7 separate regions of the Mus musculus genome follow, and regions 1, 3, 4, 5, 6 and 7 are each linked to region 2. Evidence: chromatin contacts called from public HiCAR-type, HiChIP or PLAC-seq and promoter capture Hi-C data. All regions are on one chromosome and are shown on one strand. Each heading gives the region's core, a stretch centred on a gene start, on an enhancer-like site or on the middle of the called end of the contact. The rest is flanking DNA. Distances are from core to core; before and after follow the strand shown. Region 1 holds the start of Mcm8 (minichromosome maintenance 8 homologous recombination repair factor). Region 2 holds the start of Tmx4 (thioredoxin-related transmembrane protein 4). Region 3 holds the start of Plcb4 (phospholipase C, beta 4). Region 4 holds the start of Bmp2 (bone morphogenetic protein 2). Region 5 holds the start of Lamp5 (lysosomal-associated membrane protein family, member 5). Region 6 holds the start of Crls1 (cardiolipin synthase 1). Region 7 holds the start of Shld1 (shieldin complex subunit 1).

Region 1 (2,700 bases), core at 145-2,644, 1.8 Mb before region 2:
CAGCACTCGAGAGCACTTACTGCTCTTCCACAGGATCTGACTTTGGTTCCCAGCACCCAAGTTGTGTGGTTCCCAATTGGCTGTAACGCCAACTCCAGGAAATACAAAGCATTTGGCCACTGAGCGCACAGGAATTCACATACTCAAGCCCACAAAAACACACACACACACACACACACACACACACACACCTTAAAACAATACTAGGTCGTTTTTTTGTTGGTTTTTTTTTTTTTTTTTGAGACTGGATTTCTCTGTGTAGCCCATCAAACAAACTAATTAACAAAAAGAGTACCTTTTAGAACTAAAGATACAGTATGTCTCCTTGGTAACAAAAAGGATCATCTAACAAAACACATTATAAAAAGGACATTCAAATGGTTGTATCAGAACATGAAGCAAGCTGAGTGTGGTGAAGCAAACCTGTAATCCCACCACTTGGGAGGCAGGAAAGTGTTTGCTTCAGCGGGCCATCAGCAAGCACCAGTATGTATACTGGGCTTAAGCTGGCCATGTACCTTGTAGTAAGTTCTCTTTTCTTACAGTAGACAGATTTTTCCCACTGGGATCCAGAGAATAAGACTGCCTACCTGCAAGCCATACTATGTGTAAGAGATCTTTCTTATCTCCCTTTTCTCTTACTGAGGAAGTTGGATTTATGAAGAAAGTGGGGAGCTGGGAAGAGAGTCAGACATAAGAGATACGAATGTGAAAGGTTGGATAAATTCTGTAAGACTAGTGAGGCTCTTCCCCCGCCCCCCAAGAATCCTCGGGAAAGCACCCTCCTGAGTGGGAGTATCAAGAATGGAATTCTTGGGAAGAGAATTTGGCGCAGAAGGTAGAATAGAAAGTTGGGGAATGAAAGGTAGAGGCGAGTACTGTACCCGTAAGCCAAGGATGCGGCAGGATCCCGGTGGGAAGGCCTCAGTGATAGGAAGACCTGAGTGGTAGCAATAAGGGCTGGGGAGCGGGATTCAAAGAGCCAAGAATGGGGCACAGGAGGGAGTGATTATCCGGGTGGTGGTGCGCGCTGCCCAAGGCCAGCAACCAGACTCACTTTCTCCGCTGGACTTGCACTGCTTTGAACACATCTTCTCGCTTCAGCACCACGAAGTCACCGTCATGGATGCAGTGGTCCCCGAGAGGCGGGGGCGGTGAGCTCGGCTGCTCCGCAGCTGATGCCTCCATGGAAGCCAGGTAAATTTCAACCTCCGTTTTTGCTCCAGCCGCTAGGAGCCCGGCACGACCAGGAGGGACCTGCGTCTCCGCCGGCACCGCCCCCACGTGCTGCACGCCGCTTCCGCTTTCCGGTCCGGACCTCGGGACGGCTTCCGGAAGCCTGGCGACTTCCGTCTCTCTGAACTCTTTGATTGGCTACACTTCATCCCGCCCCCTAGTCGCGTGGCTTCCTTAAGCAGAAGCGCGTCATAGACGCGCCAAAAAAGAACTTCAAGCGAGGTCCGAGTTTGCCTTCTGGGCTTGTGCTCGGCCTTCCCCGCCCTGCGTCTGGCGTTCTGGCGCGCAGTGACGCGGGCACCGGGCGGCTCCGGAGACGGAGTGTCCGCGGAGCCCTGCGTGAGAGTGTATACGGCTTACGGCTCTGTCGCAGGCTCCGGGGCTCCTGAAAGCAGGACGCGAGGAAGACGGGGAGTCAGGGATTGCGTACGACTTTTCTCAGGCTGCTTCCCTATGTAGATGTTGGAATCGCCACCGTTCTCAGTATGTTATCCTGTTGGATCGATGTGGAACGTAGTGTTGCGATGGAATGTCTCATCCTGAGGATCCTGAAGACTTGAGCTTTTATCACAGGGCTATCACAAGCAACCTTGATTATTATTAGTTTGCATACTTGCGAATCTTTTATTTATTAAAACCTCTTAGGGTTAGAACAGGTTCTCCTAATGAATTACAGCACAGCGTATGAATCTATCAATAGTTTGTATCTGTGGGATAGGAATTTTTAAGTGGAGTTACTTTCTTTTGGAACAGTTTTAGGACAGCCTGCCACAGAAAGTAATACAGCGAAGATTGGGCTATGTTATTTCCCTAGTATCGTACTGGTGAGGATTATTTTCAGCCAATACTGCCCAATATTAGTTCCACACAGAAAACCGGTTCAAGTTAACTCCTTGATTTCTCTCTTGGTGGTTTGTTGAAAACTGGTATTGAATAAATGTCTATGGTGTACCTTAATCATGATGGAGATTAAAAGAATTAACTATACAACACATAAGGTTTATACTGCAGCATGGAACTTTGCAAGCCTAAGTGCTGGTCTTAAACACAGTACATTAATCCCCCCCTTACTATGTTAATACATTTTTTAGGAGTGCTCTTGACTTGTGGAAGACATGAGTGGTGCTTATAGAGGCAGAGGTTTTGGACGAGGAAGATTCCAAAGCTGGAAAAGAGGAAGAGGTGGTGGGAACTTCTCAGGAAGGTGGAGAGAAAGAGAAAACAGAGTTGACCTGAATGAAGCTTCAGGAAAGCACGCTTCTGGTACGTGCACGCAGGGATCGATATGTTTTCTCTCGGGAAAGAGACAATTCAAGGGCCGGTAGATGCCAGAGTAGGTAAGGGGGACTGCTGCCAAGTGAGGACCCTCAGGTCCCTGGAACCTACATGGTGGAAGGAGAAAACTGACTCCATAAGCTGCCCTCTGACCTCCACATATGCACTATGGCATGTGTGGGCCTACTA
Region 2 (2,700 bases), core at 113-2,612:
ATCCATAGCCTTATAGTTTTACTGATCTGATGATTTAACTGGAGTACTGCATTTTGAGGTCTAGATAGCGCCTTAGTTTGAGGGGATAAGTACCCATTATGTTCTTTAATTTACATATTTTTTACCCTGATTTCAGGCATCTACTTACAATCTGAACTGAAGAATTCCAAATGTGCCCTTGGATAAGTTTTTTAAAAAAATACAATTTTGAGAATATCTATATCCTCAACATAAAATTAATTACCAAATGGTAGTGATAAATCTGTATTGCCTGAGACCACCAGCTATGGTAAAGTGGTCTCATAAATTATGTTCCCAGACATTTTTTCATTTTCCCTGGATGCCCATGAGTCTATGAGCCTTTTCAGATGACTGCCCCCTTCCCTGGTATTAATTTTATATTACAATCAACATAAATCCCTTCCCTTTGTCCTGACAGCTTCACATAACCTTCGTGCATGGCACTACGCACCACTTACAGACTTCTGTTCTTCAAAGGGGGCTACTTGTTATTGCCCTTTATGCCTTTGGCGCAGTCCAATTATGATACTGGCTCAAAAGTCCTACCTCTAAAAATTATGGCGTCGGAATTTAATTTCTTTTTTAATTTAGCCACCCGTGTTTATGCTTTTGCCCCACAAGGACATCTCAAGGTCTTCCAAAGGAAAAGTGGTATTTCACACAAACTGGTCTTCCTTCCCTGTTGCAATGGTGTATTTCAACACACCTTACCTAGCTGTATGCATGCCTGAATAGCTGCTCCTTTTCTAATATGGCTATACCTCTGAGGACTTATGGTTTTCTTCCCCCTTTCCGACTCCTCCCCCTGGTGAACTGCCTCCTCCATTTCTAAAACACTTCTGGCCTAATGCAATGGTGAAAGCGGCTAAGGATGCAGGCTTTGCTTCTTCATCCGCAGCCTGACAGCGCAGGGCAGGCAATGTGCGCATGCTCATTGCGAAGGCCGCAGCCCGCCGCCGCAGGTGCTGGCAGGCAGGGACGTCGCGGCCCGGGTCTAGCCCGGGTTAGGACAACGGGCACCGCGAGGACGAAGCGACGTGCGGGGTGGGTGGGGACACTCACAATTTCAGCATCCACTCGCCCTCCATCACCAGCGTCCAGTTGGAGGCGGTCATGGGCTGCACACGGCTCTCCTCGGCCGGCAGCGCGGCCTGCTCGAGACCCTCGGCCGCTGCCGCTGCGAGCCAGGCGGCCAGGAGTACCGGGACGCAGAAGCCGCCTGTCATGGTGGCGCCTGTGAGGTAGCTCAGCTCTCTGAGGGCGGGGAGCAGTGGCTGGGCTTCTCACCCCAAGCAACCGCCTTCACAGAGGTCTGAGGAGAGGCCAACCCGCCTCTGCGCCGTGCTCCGAGCCACGCCTGCCGCGCCTCCCTCAGCCTCTTATCTGCCCGCCCGGCAAGGCCACGCCCAGCCACCCTGACCACGCCCCCAACGCACTGTGGGAAGGCGGTTGCCAAAGCAACCGTCTGCAGTTTCCCAAGGCAACGGCCTGCTCTTCCTGCTGACTGTCTGGCTGAAAATATACAAATGACCCAATGCTGTTTTACCGACTGCTTGCTGTTTCTCTAAAGGGAAACGTGGCCATTGGCTAAATAAACCCATCCCCCATTTCATGTTAACAAAAATATCCAAGAATTGTGGAGTGGACCATGGCGACTGAAGGGAAGGACAATTAAAAAGCTCTCTGCATGCACACACTACTGGAGCAGCCTTGCCCAAACAGATAAAACTAGATTAATTATAAATCTAGATAATGCAGCCTTTTAAAAAATAATTTTTAAAAATATTTTATAGACTTTTAAAACACATGTATTAACAAAATGAATCTGTTCCTATTGCTACTTGCAGTGAAATGGACACCATTTTTCTTCCAGCTACAACTTTGTCAGAGTCATACATGATTTCTGTGGATTTACAGATACACATTAGACGAATCTGTACCCTGGAACTACCACACCTTGGTGTAACACAACTGGAGGGCCCATGAGCTTATTTAGGTGTCTAAATTGTAAAATTCAGTGGTGCAGCTAATATACCTACAAATGTGATTTCTGTTCCTAGCATAAAACACAGCTATGCAATTCAGAGTACTTGAGAGTACTTAACGTCAGCCTCTAGTCCGTAATATAGAAAAGATCAAGTTTGCATGCAGAGGTGTTGTCTTGTTGTCTGGATAAAATGTTATAGTGTGCACATTGAGCCTACAATGCTGGTAGAAAGTATTTTACTGTGCTTATAAAATATTCATAAACAGAAAGTCTATCATTTTCATTGTAGCATTTTTAGCACAGAGACAGAGACAGAAACAGAGAAAGGGGTGAATAAATGGAATGCTTATGCTTAGAATTAACTGGCTTTAGAGCATGGGGGTGGGGCTGAAGGTACAAAGAGCAAGAGTGATGCAAGTTTAGTCAGTGTTGAAGCTAATCGCATCTTTTTCATGTATACATTAGTTGGAAATGAGAAATCAAAGAAGCTCAAGAGGCACAGAAGAAAACATTAGTAATGCATTTCTCATGTCTAGCAGAGATTGTTTCCAGAACAATCCCATCTCCTGCATTTCGGATGAAAGAGGAGGATGCTCAGAGGATTACGCAAGGATTGTAGGAGGGGCTTTCCTTCTAGGAAGCACAGAGTAGGATAGGGGCATAGCTGCCTGCCCCTGCTATGGCATCTGGGT
Region 3 (2,700 bases), core at 129-2,628, 1.0 Mb after region 2:
GTTTGGCTAGAGAGTGGTCAGTAGCTCTCAGTCCATCTCCCTTAAATTGGTAAATTATTTTTTTCTTTCTCGTTTTGAGACAGGGTTCAGGTTGGTCTTGAACCGACTGTATAGTTTAGGCTGCTCTGTAAACTAACTGGGATTACAGGCATGTACCATCACACATCACACTAGTTGATCAACTTTTGGTGGTTATTTTCTTTCTATCCATGCTGAAACGGCCAGAATGAACGAAGGGTGCGACACTTTGGGGTTTTCAACTGCTGTATCCACGGTGCCTGGACTGTTCCTTTGTGCCTACACTTCTGCCCTCTTCTCCATTTTTTTTTTAAGCTAACCTCTAAACCGACCCCTTTCCTCTTGACCCGCCAGCCCAGTTCAGGCAGCTGAGCATGCCCAGTTCAGCCGCCAGCATGGGCCCCAGTCCCCAGTGCGCAGGTGCCACGTCTCCGGGTTTTGGTGGCCGCCGCCAGGCAGGAGAGGGAGGAAGCCGAGTGGCCTCGGTAGGAGGAAGCCCTCGGGGAGTTCCGGAGCGGCTCCAGTGTAGGGTCTCCACAAAGGGTGACGCTGGATGCACATGGCCAGGCCGCCTCAGCAGGACTTCGGGCACCCGGGTGTCGGTTCAAAGGACAAGGAGAGCTGGCCACAGCGATCCCCAGCATCCCTGGAACCGAAGTCTGGGGGGGGGGGGTGGAGTGGGGTGCACGTCTCAGGATCACTTGGGGGAAGACTTTGGAAATCACTTTCTGGCTCAGTGTGAGCCCGTTGTAGTACTTCCTCCGGCAGATTGTTTTTCGGGCTGAATGAATAAAATCCCTGTCTCACAGTGCCTGCTGCAGTGTACAAGCTCTCCGTGTTTGTTCAATGTAACATAGACGAAAGCGCAGTTCCCGCTCCCCGCTCCCGGTTCTGGCTGGCTCGCACCCCCTCCTCCCGGGCCGGGCACCCGCTGAGTCCGTGGCCAGCGGCGCGTGGTGTCCCGCTGCTGGCTCAGCTCAGTCCCCACGGGCGCGCGCCCAGACCCTGCACCGGGAAGGCGGCGGCGGCGACCCCGGGACAGCCAACCCCCACCCCGGCCGGCCCGCGCGGCCCCGGTCCACCCCCAGCCCCGCCGGGCGCCGCACTGGGCATGCTCCGTAGCCCGGCAGGTTGGGGCTGCGAGGCGACGGCTTGGGCTCCAGAGGCAGCGTCGCGGCCGGGAGTAGGGGCGGCGGGCCCGGGGCCGCACGGGGCCCGGCTCGGCGGGAGCGGCGGGCGGGCGGCGCCCTGGGCAGCGGGCGGCCGAGGTGAGCGCAGCGGGGAGGCGCTGGCCGGTGGGGGGCGGAGGCGGCGGAGGGCGGGGCGGCGCCGGAGGGGCTCGGCGGCCGCGGCGGCGGGGAGGGGGTGGCGGCGCGCGAGCGGCTCAGGAGCCGCGCCGCAAACAGGCTCTCACACGCGCGCACACACACACACACACACACACACACACACACAGACACTCACACGCGCGCGCGCGAACACAGCGGGGCTCCCGGAGGCGGCGGTGGCCGCATCCCCGGCAGCGACTCGCCTGGAAGTGACAGGTAGGAGAAGGCGCTTTGGGTCCCGCCCGGGGATGCTCCCGCCGCTCCCAGCCCGCCGGGCTACTCGGCTTCCCGCGGGTGCGTCCCGGACGCGCGCGCGCGCCCCCGGTTGCCCTGCCGGGGACCCGGTGCAGGTGCGGGGTGCGAGGCGTCCTGCGCGGGAGGCAGGGGACCCCGCCGCCACCCGCCTCTCCGGCAATCATCTGCTACTGGGTTTCCTCTGCCTACCCGGACGTTCACCCTCTTCTGCGCTAGAAATAGCTCGGCTCGACGTGTATATGATTATTTTGGTTGGAAATAGTTGGCACTGTGCAACGCATGTAAATGTGTGTGCGTGTGCATCTTCAGCGTCTTCTGGGGACAGCTTACGAATGATAGACCGTTTCCAGTTGACACTGACAGGCTAAGCGCTCCTTCAGGACAGTATCTGGGCCTCCTAAAAGCATGTAAAAGAACATTGCTTTATTTTCAGAAGTTTAAAGTTGTTTTTTCTTAGTCAATTAGAAATTGTCTATATTGTACAATTTTTGAGTTTAGACTCAGTAAACTACTGAATCTAAGTGTGAAAACACAGAATTTTCCAATTGAACAACTCTAGAGTTATAAAGCCAGCATTTCTAGAAAGGCAAATGTCTTATATTCCACAAATATGCATGCATTTGAGATATGACTTTAAAAAAATAACCCTAAACTTCTATAGTGCTTCTTCCTATTTCTCTAAAGCAAGGGGCTTGAGATTTAATTTGGGGCAAAACATTCATGGACAGTCGCCATCTTTTGAAGTAGAAGTGGGATGCATAGTGGTCCATAAATTTAAATTATCCATTGGTGGAGATAATGTGTTGAATAAACATGGCTAGCAGTAAAGTCCATGCACAGGCAGGTGTATAATGCTTTGAAAAAAATTGAATTTCTCTTTTAAGGAAAAATCAGACCATAAAATAAAGATGACCAGGAAGAGCAACCAGTGACTTTTTACCTGGGTGGACTCCCAGGATCTCAGAAAGTGAAGAACTACTCTTTAGGGTAGGAAGATGTGTGTGTGTGTGTGTGTGTGTGTGTAAAATTTCAACTTAATCCTTTTAGTATTTTTAAGACTGATGTTTTTAAAGATGTGTTTGAACTGAGAACCGAATAT
Region 4 (2,733 bases), core at 94-2,593, 1.1 Mb before region 2:
GTTTTATTGCCGCCTTGTTTGGTGTCTCATGATTCAGAGTGACAACTTCTGCAACACGTTTTAAAAAGGAATACAGTAGCTGATCGCAAATTGCTGGATCTATCCCTTCCTCTCCTTTAATTTCCCTTGTAGACAGCCTTCCTTCAAAAATACCTTATTTGACCTCTACAGCTCTAGAAACAGCCAGGGCCTAATTTCCCTCTGTGGGTTGCTAATCCGATTTAGGTGAACGAACCTAGAGTTATTTTAGCTCCCCGACTGAAAAGCTAGCACACGTGGGTAAAAAAATCATTAAAGCCCCTGCTTCTGGTCTTTCTCGGTCTTTGCTTTGCAAACTGGAAAGATCTGGTTCACAACGTAACGTTATTCACTCTGGTCTTCTACAGGAATGCTCAGCCCATAGTTTTGGGGGTCCTGTGGGTAGCCAGTGGTGGTACTATGAAGGCTCCTGAATGTAGGGAGAAATGGAAAGATTTCAAAAAAGAATCCTGGCTCAGCAGCTTTGGGGACATTTCCAGCTGAGGAAGAAAACTGGCTTGGCCACAGCCAGAGCCTTACTGCTGGAGACCCAGTGGAGAGAGAGGACCAGGCAGAAAATTCAAAGGTCTCAAACCGGAATTGTCTTGTTACCTGACTCTGGAGTAGGTGGGTGTGGAAGGGAAGATAAATATCACAAGTATCGAAGTGATCGCTTCTATAAAGAGAATTTCTATTAACTCTCATTGTCCCCTCACATGGACACACACACACACACACACACACACACACACACATCACTAGAAGGGATGTCCACTTTACAAGTGTGTATCTATGTTCAGAAACCTGTACCCGTATTTTTATAATTTACATAAATAAATACATATAAAATATATGCATCTTTTTATTAGATTCATTTATTTGAATATAAATGTATGAATATTTATAAAATGTAATAATGCACTCAGATGTGTATCGGCTATTTCTCGACATTTTCTTCTCACCATTCAAAACAGAAGCGTTTGCTCACATTTTTGCCAAAATGTCTAATAACTTGTAAGTTCTGTTCTTCTTTTTAATGTGCTCTTACCTAAAAACTTCAAACTCAAGTTGAATATTGGCCCAATGAGGGAACTCAGAGGCCAGTGGACTCTGGATTTGCCCTAGTCTCCCGCAGCTGTGGGCGCGGATCCAGGTCCCGGGGGTCGGCTTCACACTCATCCGGGACGCGACCCCTTAGCGGCCGCGCGCTCGCCCCGCCCCGCTCCACCGCGGCCGCCCCGTAGGGCGCGCCGTCCACACCCCTGCGCGCCGCTCCCGCCCGCCCGGGGATCCCCGGCGCGCTGCGCCTCCGAGGGGGAGGTGTTCGGCCACGGCCGGGAGGGAGCCGGCAGGCGGCGTCTCCTTTAAAAGCCGCGAGCGCCGCGCCACGGCGCCTCCGTCGTCGCCGCCGGAGTCCTCGCCCTGCCGCGCAGAGCCCTGCTCGCACTGCGCCCGCCGCCGCTGCGCTTCCCACAGCCCGCCCGGGATTGGCAGCCCCGGACGTAGCCTCCCCAGGCGACACCAGGCACCGGACGCCCTCCCGGCGAAAGACGCGAGGGTCACCCGCGGCTTCGAGGGACTGGCACGACACGGGTTGGAACTCCAGACTGTGCGCGCCTGGCGCTGTGGCCTCGGCTGTCCGGGAGAAGCTAGAGTCGCGGACCGACGCTAAGAACCGGGAGTCCGGAGCACAGTCTTACCCTCAATGCGGGGCCACTCTGACCCAGGAGTGAGCGCCCAAGGCGAGCGGGCGGAAGAGTGAGTGGACCCCAGGCTGCCACAAAAGACACTTGGCCCGAGGGCTCGGAGCGCGAGGTCACCCGGTTTGGCAACCCGAGACGCGCGGCTGGACTGTCTCGAGAATGAGCCCCAGGACGCCGGGGCGCCGCAGCCGTGCGGGCTCTGCTGGCGAGCGCTGATGGGGGTGCGCCAGAGTCAGGCTGAGGGATGCAGAGTGGCGGCCCGCCCGCCACCCAGATCTTCGCTGCGCCCTTGCCCGGACACGGCATCGCCCACGATGGCTGCCCCGAGCCATGGGTCGCGGCCCAGCTAACGCAGAACGTCCGTCCCTCGCCCGGCGAGTCCCGGAGCCAGCCCCGCGCCCCGCCAGCGCTGGTCCCTGAGGCCGACGACAGCAGCAGCCTTGCCTCAGCCTTCCCTTCCCGTCCCGGCCCCGCACTCCTCCCCCTGCTCGAGGCTGTGTGTCAGCACTTGGCTGGAGACTTCTTGAACTTGCCGGGAGAGTGACTTGGGCTCCCCACTTCGCGCCGGTGTCCTCGCCCGGCGGATCCAGTCTTGCCGCCTCCAGCCCGATCACCTCTCTTCCTCAGCCCGCTGGGCCCACCCCAAGACACAGTTCCCTACAGGGAGAACACCCGGAGAAGGAGGAGGAGGCGAAGAAAAGCAACAGAAGCCCAGTTGCTGCTCCAGGTCCCTCGGACAGAGCTTTTTCCATGTGGAGACTCTCTCAATGGACGTGCCCCCTAGTGCTTCTTAGACGGACTGCGGTCTCCTAAAGGTAGAGGACACGGGCCGGGGACCCGGGGTTGGCTGGCGGGTGACACCGCTTCCCGCCCAACGGCGCAGGGCGCCTGGGAGGACTGGTGGAGTGGAGTGGACGTAAACATACCCTCACCCGGTGCACGTGCAGCGGATCCCTAGAGGGGTTAGGCATTCCAAACCCCAGATCCCTCTGCCTTGCCCACTGGCCTGCGA
Region 5 (2,700 bases), core at 163-2,662, 1.4 Mb after region 2:
AAATTACATCCTGCAGAAGGTTGTAATCCTACATCACACAGAGAGAGAGAGACACAGGTAGAAAGACACAAAGAGAGACAGACAGACAGACAGACAGACAGACAGACAGGAAGACAAATAAAAACAAGGATGAATGTGTTCTTGCTTTATAAGTCTTACAGTATCTCAGAAAAAATAAGTGTTTCATAATTGTTAACAGATGATATATGTTTTATATATGTAATAAGAATTGAAATTATATGAATAACAATTTGCCTCCATTTTGTATATATAATCACTTTCACAAGATTGTTGCCATTTTTGATGAAATTCCAAAATGCAGATATATATCAAAAGATATAGTGCTTCAGTATTAATTAATATAGTGCTACAAGTATTAATTGTAATACTTTACAATTTGAGTTGCTATTGATCTAATTTTTGATAGAAGGATTTTTTTGAAAAATTAAATACACAGAATTATATTGGCAATTTGAAGCAAATACTATGTTAGAGCATATCAGTTCTTAAATTGGCACTTTATAGATGTAAAAGTGTGAATTATTAATATTTTTAGGTTTCAGTTCATTTATCATTTAATAAAAAATTGTAGTGGCGGTCATAATATGCTAAGTTTTAGAATGAAAGTGTTATATAAAGAGAAATGATTACGATCCTTGTAAATGTAAAACACGTGATTTTTTTTCTATTTTAATTCAAACTGGCCATATGACTTTGGGAAGGTCATTGAATTTCTCAATGTCTCACTTTGGGGGAGGTATAACAATAACAATAACCTCTATTTTCATTTGCTCAGCTTCTAAAGTCATGGAGAGATTCAAACTGACAACATAGGTAAAATGCTTTGCAGTTTGTCCTTTAACACGACATTGGCTATGTCATTATGTTTAAGGCGATTATTATTTATTGACCTAGTGCAATATTCTCTAATAAAAGAAATATTTGGACATCATTACAATTAATTAGAGCACCATGACTATTCCCCCAAAAAAGGTTCATTCTGATTTATTAGAGCAAGAATTAAAAAGAAAAAAATCAGCGAACTACCAAAATGCAAATACAGGAATTATCTAGCGATGTTTGTCTTTCTGCTCCCCAGAAGCTTTAGCGTAATACCAGCCTGTTTTCATTACATAACTATAGGTCTTTACTTACACCATAGTTCTAAAATTTCTGTCCTATGAGACCCCAGATAACCCTGTCTGCTCCCAAGATTTAGGTTTATTTGCAACCCTCTTAACAGAGTGATCACAGCTTACTGCATGGGGCTAGCTCAGGCCACATGCCCTCAGAGATAGATCTCACTGGTCACTGGGTCCCAAAGGATATGCGGCATGGCCTGGACCCCCCCACCCCCTTTGAGGAGATATCATTTTAACCTTATACTCAGCAGCTCTTGAGTGGGTACAGATGTCTCTGAAAGCCGGAAACTGTTGCCATAGCATTTTCCTTCTCTGTTCCTGCCTACCTTCCTTCTCCAAAGAATGAACAATCTGAAACAAATCTATTGGTTTGTTTCAAGAGCAGAATTCGGAGCTCCGGTGGTGTTATATCTACAGTACATACTGGCTGTACCTGGTGGGAGGGTTTAGCAAGTCCGAGGGTGGCATTAAGTTTCCTAGGACAGAGTCATCTTTGCAGATACCATTGCAGAGCAGTATACAGACCCAGGGAGAAATTTCCTCCCCCACACCACCCCAATCCCATTGGCCTTCTAGACAAGCCAAATTACAAGTCCTGAAACACAACCTCGTTATTTCCAGAACTCTCAGCGTGGACAGCTCCTGCATCCTGGGTGCTTCCTCTGCAGTGTGCGGCGGGAGAGCCATAGCACCCAGTGCAGCACGCGACTATCCCGCGCGCTCCCTCCTCCCAGTCCGCCCCCTCCCTTAGCTCACTCTACCGGCCACTTTGAGGGATTTCCTCCCGGGGCGGCCTTTGCAGCAGAAACACATCTGCCTGGTTCGCGGCAACAGCATGGATCTCCGAGTAAGAACCCTTCTTGGTGGAGACAGACTTCGGATTCTCCTAATGTTCTTCCGTGAGTAGCGTCTGGGGACCAGGGGTACTGAATGCACTCTGCAGCAGAGAATCTAATACACCGAATAAAGCCCTCTGATTTCACTCTGTTGTACTAGGTCTTTATGCTTGTGGTTATTTGGGGCTGGTGAGTGTTATGACCCATCCATATCAGAGAACTCCCAGAGAGCCACACACCTGTATGGCATCTCCCAGACAGAGCGCTAGACACGCCGAACTCATGGCTGTGATGGTGGGGCATAGCACTGCCAAGAAAGATTTAGCTTTAACCGCGCTCCCTAAACCCCCAGGGTGTCTGTGTGTATGTGTGTATGTGTGTAAGTGTGTGTGTTAAAGCCTAGTCGTATTGCAAATAAGAATTTAATTTTATTTTAGCTTCTGTTTTCATTATAAATTATCAGCAGTAAATATGAGTTTGGTGGCGGTAGACTAGAGAAATGGCTTGCGGAGCACACTGCTTCGAGCAGGGAACTTTGCCTCTCCAAAGCCTGCAGAGAACCAGCTCAGGTGTCCTAAAGCAGAGGGCTAGTTGAGCCCGAGAGCAATGAAATTGCTTTCCTTGTTCCGCAGATGTAATGGTCCAAACCGTGGCAGAACAAGAAGTGGAAAATCTTTCGGGCCTTTCCACGAACCCCGAGAAAGACATATTTGTGGTGCGGG
Region 6 (2,700 bases), core at 41-2,540, 1.8 Mb before region 2:
AGGCTAAGACTATATACAAGGGGATGTAACTCTAATTATGAACAGAAACTGACTTTGTTTTTGTTTTCGAGACAGATTTTCTCTGTGTAGCCCTTGCTGACCTGGAATTTACAGATATCTATCAGCCTCTGCCTCCCAAGTGCTGGGATTAAAGGCATGCACCACGGCCACCTGGATTTATCTTTTTACTTCTTTTTCTCTTTGTTTCATACCACTGCTTAGATTTTTCTTCTCTTTTCCTCTTCTTTCCTTTTCTTCATTTTTCTTTCTTCCTTTTTTAATTAAAAAGAAAAGTCTAGGCCTCTCGCAAAAACCAAAACAAAATAAAGATGATCTTGATAAAAAGCTCCTTAAGACTACAATCCTTAGCCGGGCGTGGTGGTGCACGCCTTTAATCCCAGCATTCGGGAGGCAGAGGCAGGCGGATTTCTGAGTTCGAGGCCAGCCTGGTCTACAGAGTGAGTTCCAGGACAGCCAGAGCTACACAAAGAAACCCTGTCTTGGAAAAAAAAAAAAAAAAGACTACAATCGTCAAATGTGATGTGGGCTTTACGAACAACTTCCAGGTGAGTGTGTGCCATCACAGACTGGGCTGAAGAACAGTGGAAAGACTGCAAGACATCACCACGTGGTGACCTTTCACTGGTTTGGTTCTTGCCCGACCTGGATTCAAGGCCCTGGGTTCAAGCTCAAATCTATAACAAAATGGTAGGTTAGGTAAGGTTATAACAGTGAACTGATTTGTTTCTAATTCAGACTTAGAATAAGCAGGTTTCTCCTGTCCACGGGCTTCTGTACCTGTAAAAGTAAAGGCAAATACAGAAGGCATGTTAGAGTTGTTGAGAGGATAAATAATGACACTATAACGCATACAGTAAGCACTTCCCAAGTAAACAATTAGTGATTGCTATTATTGACATTTCCCTTTGCTCTATTCATATGCATTTAGTGCTAAGGAAGCAGAGTAGGTACTTAACTACTTTGATGCCAACACTAATGCTTTACATCTCCAGTGATAATACAGAGCCATGCACACCAGCGGGCCACTTGGCATCAGGCAGGCCTGATATAAGTGGCTTCCTGTGGCCACGTGGCACTCGCTCTTGGTCTTCCCTACCTGTCATTCTTCTTAGCCTGCAGGCACTAGCGGCTCTACTCACTAGTCAGGTCTTCCTAACCTGCGGGCCTTAGCTGTTCGTGCTCGCCGCTGCCGCGCGGGGGCGCCGGTGAGCAGAGCGGCTGGGTGTCGTGAAAACGTCGTGAAAGCTGACTCCCTTGGCGGTTCAGGCCACCTGTATAAGCGGAAAGTGCCAGAGTGTAGAAATTAGTATGGAGCTGTCCATACGGCCTCGGCACCGCTCGACTTCTCTAGAGAAGCTGGCAGCCGGTGCCAGGGGCGTCTGAGTTCTCGACTCTTGGACTCCGTGGAGGCCACACGGCCATGTTGGCTTGGCGCGTGGCGCGCGGCGCGTGGGGCCCTCTTCGCGTGGCCCTCCGGCCTCCGGGGGCGCGGCTCGGCAGGGGCGGCTCCCGCAGGGCCCTGCTGCCGCCCGCGGCCTGCTGCCTCGGCTGCCTGGCTGAGCGCTGGCGGCTGCGGCCGGCCGCGTTCGCCTTGCGGCTGCCCGGCGCCGGCCCGCGGACCCACTGCTCGGGCGCGGGGAAGGCAGCCCCGGAGCCCGCCGCCGGAGGAGGAGGTGCCGCCGCGCAGGCCCCCAGCGCCCGATGGGTCCCGGCGAGCGCCGCCAGCTCGGTACGTGCGAGGGAGGGTCGGCGGGACGCAGGTGACGGGCTCGGCGCTCTGTCGCGACACTCACCCGGTGTTCTGGGAAGTTACGGGCAGCCAGGGCGTTCGATCTTGGTGAACTTCAGGGGTCCCCCGCCGGGTACAGTCTCTGGCCAAGTTGAAACCCACTGTAATCCCCTTGTGTGCACACCCGTTGCTGGGAGGTGTGTCTACACGTTGCATAGGTAAAAACAACCATCGCTCGTCTAGTTAATCTGTTTTTAATTTTTTGAAGTGAATCTTCAGGGTTAAGTTCGGCGGAACCATAAGAACGGCCCTTCTGTCCGTTTGTGCAGATTACATCATCCTTTGGTCTTTAGCAGTATCACGGAGGATAATTATCTGGCTTAGGTTGTAATGAAAAGATCTTTCAACTTTGTATTATAGAAAGCTTCAGACTATTCTTGACGTAACAGAAGGATTTGTTCACCTTGCCTGGTAAGATAACTTCCCAAGCAGGTGACACCAGAGCATGAGTGTGGCCCAGCTTTTGATGTCATGTTAGCAAGTCCATGCAATTATTACATCTTCAATTGTTAGGTCTTCAGCGGCCACTGTACTGCCCTGCTCTCCTCAGTTACACAGCATGGGCTGAGGTGGCCACACCCCGGCAGGGGTCACAGCTTCAGGCCTAGCTTTAAAACTCTTGGAGATTGAACGCCGCCGGATGCTTTGAAGTTGCCCTCAACCTGGCTGAAGCCCTTCCCAGCACAGTTGGCCGAGTATGCCACAGGTTATCTGGTTGGGTAATTTGAGATTAAGCTTTGTCGACTTTCACAAATGTCCAAATGTAATAACTAGATATTAATGAGCTTTTTGTAGGGTTTTGTTTTTCGAGACAGCTCTTCTCTGTGTAACAGCCCTGGCTGTCCTGGAACTTGATCCGCTGGCCTCGAACTCATGAGATTCACCTGCCG
Region 7 (2,700 bases), core at 4-2,503, 2.0 Mb before region 2:
CTATCTATGGCTGGCCTGGAATAGATAACTAGACTAGGATGGCCTTGAGTTCACAGAGAACAGCCTATTTCAGCCACTTGAGCAGTGGATTCTAAAGACATTTATCACCACAACTGGCTCAAGCACAACGCTTAAATATTTTAAAATATTTTCTGTGTGTATGCCTGGTGCCTTTGGAGGTTAGAAAAGGACAATGGGTTCTCTGGAACTGGGTTTAGAAAAGGATGTCAGCTGTCATGTAAACACTGGAAACTGAACCCAGGTCCTCTGGAAGAGCAGCCCATGTTCCTTACTGCTAAACCATCTCTCTAGCCCCTAAAGCAGTAATTTGAAAACATTCCTCTAACTTGCAGGACTCCTAATGTGTGGGGTCTCACCCAAAGGTAGGGATCTGGAGGGGCTGTAAATATACTGGACCCCTCAAGACTATGGTGGGGGAGAAAACCGTCCAATTAAACAGAATTGTTTTAGACTAGCTTTTTACAGTAGTAGGCCCAGTGGACAGAACCAAACTGGAATGGAATCTTTTGTGCTAAGTGCCACTTAAATGAACTTGAAACAAGCTTGCTTTCTCCATAGTTCTGCTCAACACAATCTCCTTTGTTTAAACCTATAAGGATAGTACCCTAGAACTTGGGCTTTTCATTCTCTTTCCATTTCTCCCATAAGAAAATATGGGACGTCTCCCCATAAGCAGATCCATGCTGCTCTAGAACTCTCCACTAGCTCTAGGCTGAGTTTGTTCTGGTTGTGTGCTTTCTTGAGAGGGGTGGAATTTGGGACCAAATTCCAGACACCGATTCACATGCTACGCCATATCCCCAGCCCCTCGAATTTTGTCTTTCAACAGTCAACCCTTTTGTTCTTTTGTGTGGTCCTGAAATTTTAGCCCGAATAGAATCCATGTAACAATATTAAATTATTCTTAATGCTGTCTGAGAGAATTTTGCTAGCCTAAAGCTCCTGATCGTCTTGCCTCACAACGTCCTCCCAAGGCCTCGGGTTCAGACTGTACTTCCAAGGCCAGTTTTCGTCTTATGTCCTTTTTAAGAGACTTTGCATGTTAACAGTTTCCCAGTTTCTTTGGAGTCGGACAAGGACACTTAGAGCAACTAAATATCCCAGATGACCGTCCTGCTGCAGGAGTTCAGGCAAATGCCCTCAGTTAAGATGGCCGCAGCTGACTTGCCTTGACCTTTTCTCGCCTCAGCAAAGACGGGTTCAACAACTTCCTTTTAAACTCTGCTTTTCCCATAACAAAGATGGAGCCAGCGCTTCCGGTTCCGGGCTCTTGCGGTCAGCCGGTGAGTGACACGGGGCTCTGAGAACCTCTGCCGGTTTTTCTGCCGTTCTGGAGGGCGGTGGGAAGGGAGCGGGGAAGCGAGGAGGGAGGGGGAGGAGCGGATGGTTTATTCCGCCGGTTTCCCTGGCACCTGCCCCGCCCCGCCCCTCCGCTCCAAGCTCCGCCCACTGCGCTCTTTTTACCTCGCTCTGGAATTAGTAGAGATCAGGATTAGTTCCAGTCAATTATTTATTTTGGTTTTGTTAAGGCTTTTATGGTTTTGGTTTGCATATATATATAGTCTCTCTACATAGCTATGGTTGTCCTGGAATTCACTATGTCGATCAGGCTGGCCTCGAACTTACAAATAGATCCTCCTTCCTATGCTGGCATTAAAGGCGTGGGCTACCAGGGGTCTATTATAATTTTAAACAGCAGTATTAGTAACTTGATGTTTCCATAAAAATCAAAAGTGTAAACTACAGTCTGTTTTGTACGTTAGCCTAATTGTGCACTTGTGATAACCCTGGACTGTTCTCATCACGCCAAGGAAAACTATTTATTGAGGAACACAGTCCAGAACCAGAGAGCTTCGCTCCGCCCACCACTTGCCCCTACCCCAGTCCTGGGCTATGACCAGAGTGCTGTCTGTCTCTAGGGTTGTTTAATTTGCATTGTATATAAACGGAATCAAAAAAGTATGTGGCTAGATTCTTGGGGCAGGGATTTGCAAAGCTTGTTTTGGGGACTTGAGAGAATTGCATTCCATGGATGACTTAACAATGCCTATCTTTATGGAATCGTATTGCATATTCTTATTTTTATGTTGAAAAGGACCTTCCTGTCTGTTTTCTGAATTTCTCCATCAATTGCCCATCAGTGTGATTCTACTTTGGGACTTACCTTTCTCTTTCACTTCTATGTCTTTGTGTCAATATTCTTGTCTTCATTCCAGGATCTCCATCACATCTGACTTGCACTATTTGTTTTGTTTTGTAGGGATAGTTTGGGCATTAGTAACATCATATTTTATTTTTTATTTTGTTATGTTTTATTTTAGTTTATTTTTAGGACAGGGTCTCACTATGTAGCTCTGGCTGGCCAGGAACTCACTATGTAGTTCAGTGGGCTCTAAACATACAGAGCTGGGCTTATGTCTGCTAGAACTAAAGGCATGGGCCACCACCCCTGCGAATAGCACCATCTTAAGATACTGGCTTCTGGTGCACGAACAAGGAAGGTCTTCCATTTCTTTAGTGCATATTTAACATCTTGTGCATATTTAATACAGCCGTGTTTCATTTCTGTGCCCTTACAAATGGAAAAGGTTCTTAATTTTTCTTTTGAGGTTGTATCACTTGTCTAAAAATACAAGTGATTTGTGTATGTGTTTGGTCTTGTATCTTGCAAACTTGTGT

What was found. Promoter capture Hi-C pulls out the DNA fragments that hold promoters and counts their contacts. HiCAR-type assays count read pairs that join an accessible place to other places. HiChIP or PLAC-seq counts read pairs in DNA pulled down with a chosen protein or histone mark.
Region 1: a contact with region 2 is called in a HiCAR-type map of astrocytes, with 3 times the contacts expected there. The contact joins the promoter of Mcm8 here to the promoter of Tmx4 in region 2. A contact is called at or near these places in 4 of 39 promoter capture datasets (the C10 cell line, cranial neural crest, liver and 1 more), 2 of 115 datasets of contacts at active chromatin or transcription factors (astrocytes and pro-B cells) and 1 of 9 other capture datasets (liver).
Region 3: a contact with region 2 is called in a HiCAR-type map of astrocytes, with 3 times the contacts expected there. The contact joins the promoter of Plcb4 here to the promoter of Tmx4 in region 2. A contact is called at or near these places in 1 of 39 promoter capture datasets (cranial neural crest), 1 of 484 Hi-C or Micro-C datasets (embryonic stem cells) and 2 of 115 datasets of contacts at active chromatin or transcription factors (astrocytes and embryonic stem cells).
Region 4: a contact with region 2 is called in an H3K4me3 HiChIP or PLAC-seq map of stem cell-derived neural progenitor cells, with 7 times the contacts expected there. The contact joins the promoter of Bmp2 here to the promoter of Tmx4 in region 2. A contact is called at or near these places in 8 of 39 promoter capture datasets (the 3T3-L1 cell line, the C10 cell line, embryonic stem cells and 5 more), 5 of 115 datasets of contacts at active chromatin or transcription factors (astrocytes, embryonic forebrain, extraembryonic endoderm stem cells and 2 more) and 1 of 9 other capture datasets (embryonic stem cells).
Region 5: a HiCAR-type map of astrocytes shows a contact between it and region 2, with 2.8 times the contacts expected there. The contact joins the promoter of Lamp5 here to the promoter of Tmx4 in region 2. A contact is called at or near these places in 1 of 39 promoter capture datasets (hippocampal neurons) and 1 of 115 datasets of contacts at active chromatin or transcription factors (astrocytes).
Region 6: a HiCAR-type map of astrocytes shows a contact between it and region 2, with 4 times the contacts expected there. The contact joins the promoter of Crls1 here to the promoter of Tmx4 in region 2. A contact is called at or near these places in 5 of 39 promoter capture datasets (the C10 cell line, hippocampal neurons, liver and 1 more) and 1 of 115 datasets of contacts at active chromatin or transcription factors (astrocytes).
Region 7: a promoter capture Hi-C map of the C10 cell line shows a contact between it and region 2, with 4 times the contacts expected there. The contact joins the promoter of Shld1 here to the promoter of Tmx4 in region 2. A contact is called at or near these places in 2 of 39 promoter capture datasets (the C10 cell line and pre-B cells).

Annotation. Positions count from the first base shown.
Region 1 is chr2:132,814,747-132,817,446 of GRCm38.p6, forward strand. Mcm8 (minichromosome maintenance 8 homologous recombination repair factor) reads left to right here and starts at 1,395. Exons shown (of 19, transcript NM_001291054.1): 1 at 1,395-1,719; 2 at 2,328-2,499. The coding sequence starts at 2,352. Trmt6 (tRNA methyltransferase 6) reads right to left here and starts at 1,308. Exons shown (of 11, transcript NM_175113.3): 1 at 1,058-1,308. The coding sequence starts at 1,188.
Region 2 is chr2:134,642,759-134,645,458 of GRCm38.p6, forward strand. It overlaps Tmx4 (thioredoxin-related transmembrane protein 4), which reads right to left and starts at 1,363. Exons shown (of 8, transcript NM_029148.1): 1 at 1,084-1,363. The coding sequence starts at 1,247.
Region 3 is chr2:135,658,169-135,660,868 of GRCm38.p6, forward strand. Plcb4 (phospholipase C, beta 4) reads left to right here and starts at 1,379. Exons shown (of 39, transcript NM_001355153.1): 1 at 1,379-1,562.
Region 4 is chr2:133,550,816-133,553,548 of GRCm38.p6, forward strand. It overlaps Bmp2 (bone morphogenetic protein 2), which reads left to right and starts at 1,344. Exons shown (of 3, transcript NM_007553.3): 1 at 1,344-2,536. RefSeq lists promoters at 1-2,309, 1,306-1,504, 1,994-2,309 and a cis regulatory region at 322-332.
Region 5 is chr2:136,056,336-136,059,035 of GRCm38.p6, forward strand. Lamp5 (lysosomal-associated membrane protein family, member 5) reads left to right here and starts at 1,413. Exons shown (of 6, transcript NM_029530.3): 1 at 1,413-2,041; 2 at 2,611-2,700. The coding sequence starts at 1,978.
Region 6 is chr2:132,845,376-132,848,075 of GRCm38.p6, forward strand. It overlaps Crls1 (cardiolipin synthase 1), which reads left to right and starts at 1,291. Exons shown (of 7, transcript NM_001024385.1): 1 at 1,291-1,750. The coding sequence starts at 1,442.
Region 7 is chr2:132,685,678-132,688,377 of GRCm38.p6, forward strand. Shld1 (shieldin complex subunit 1) reads left to right here and starts at 1,254. Exons shown (of 3, transcript NM_001358260.1): 1 at 1,254-1,304.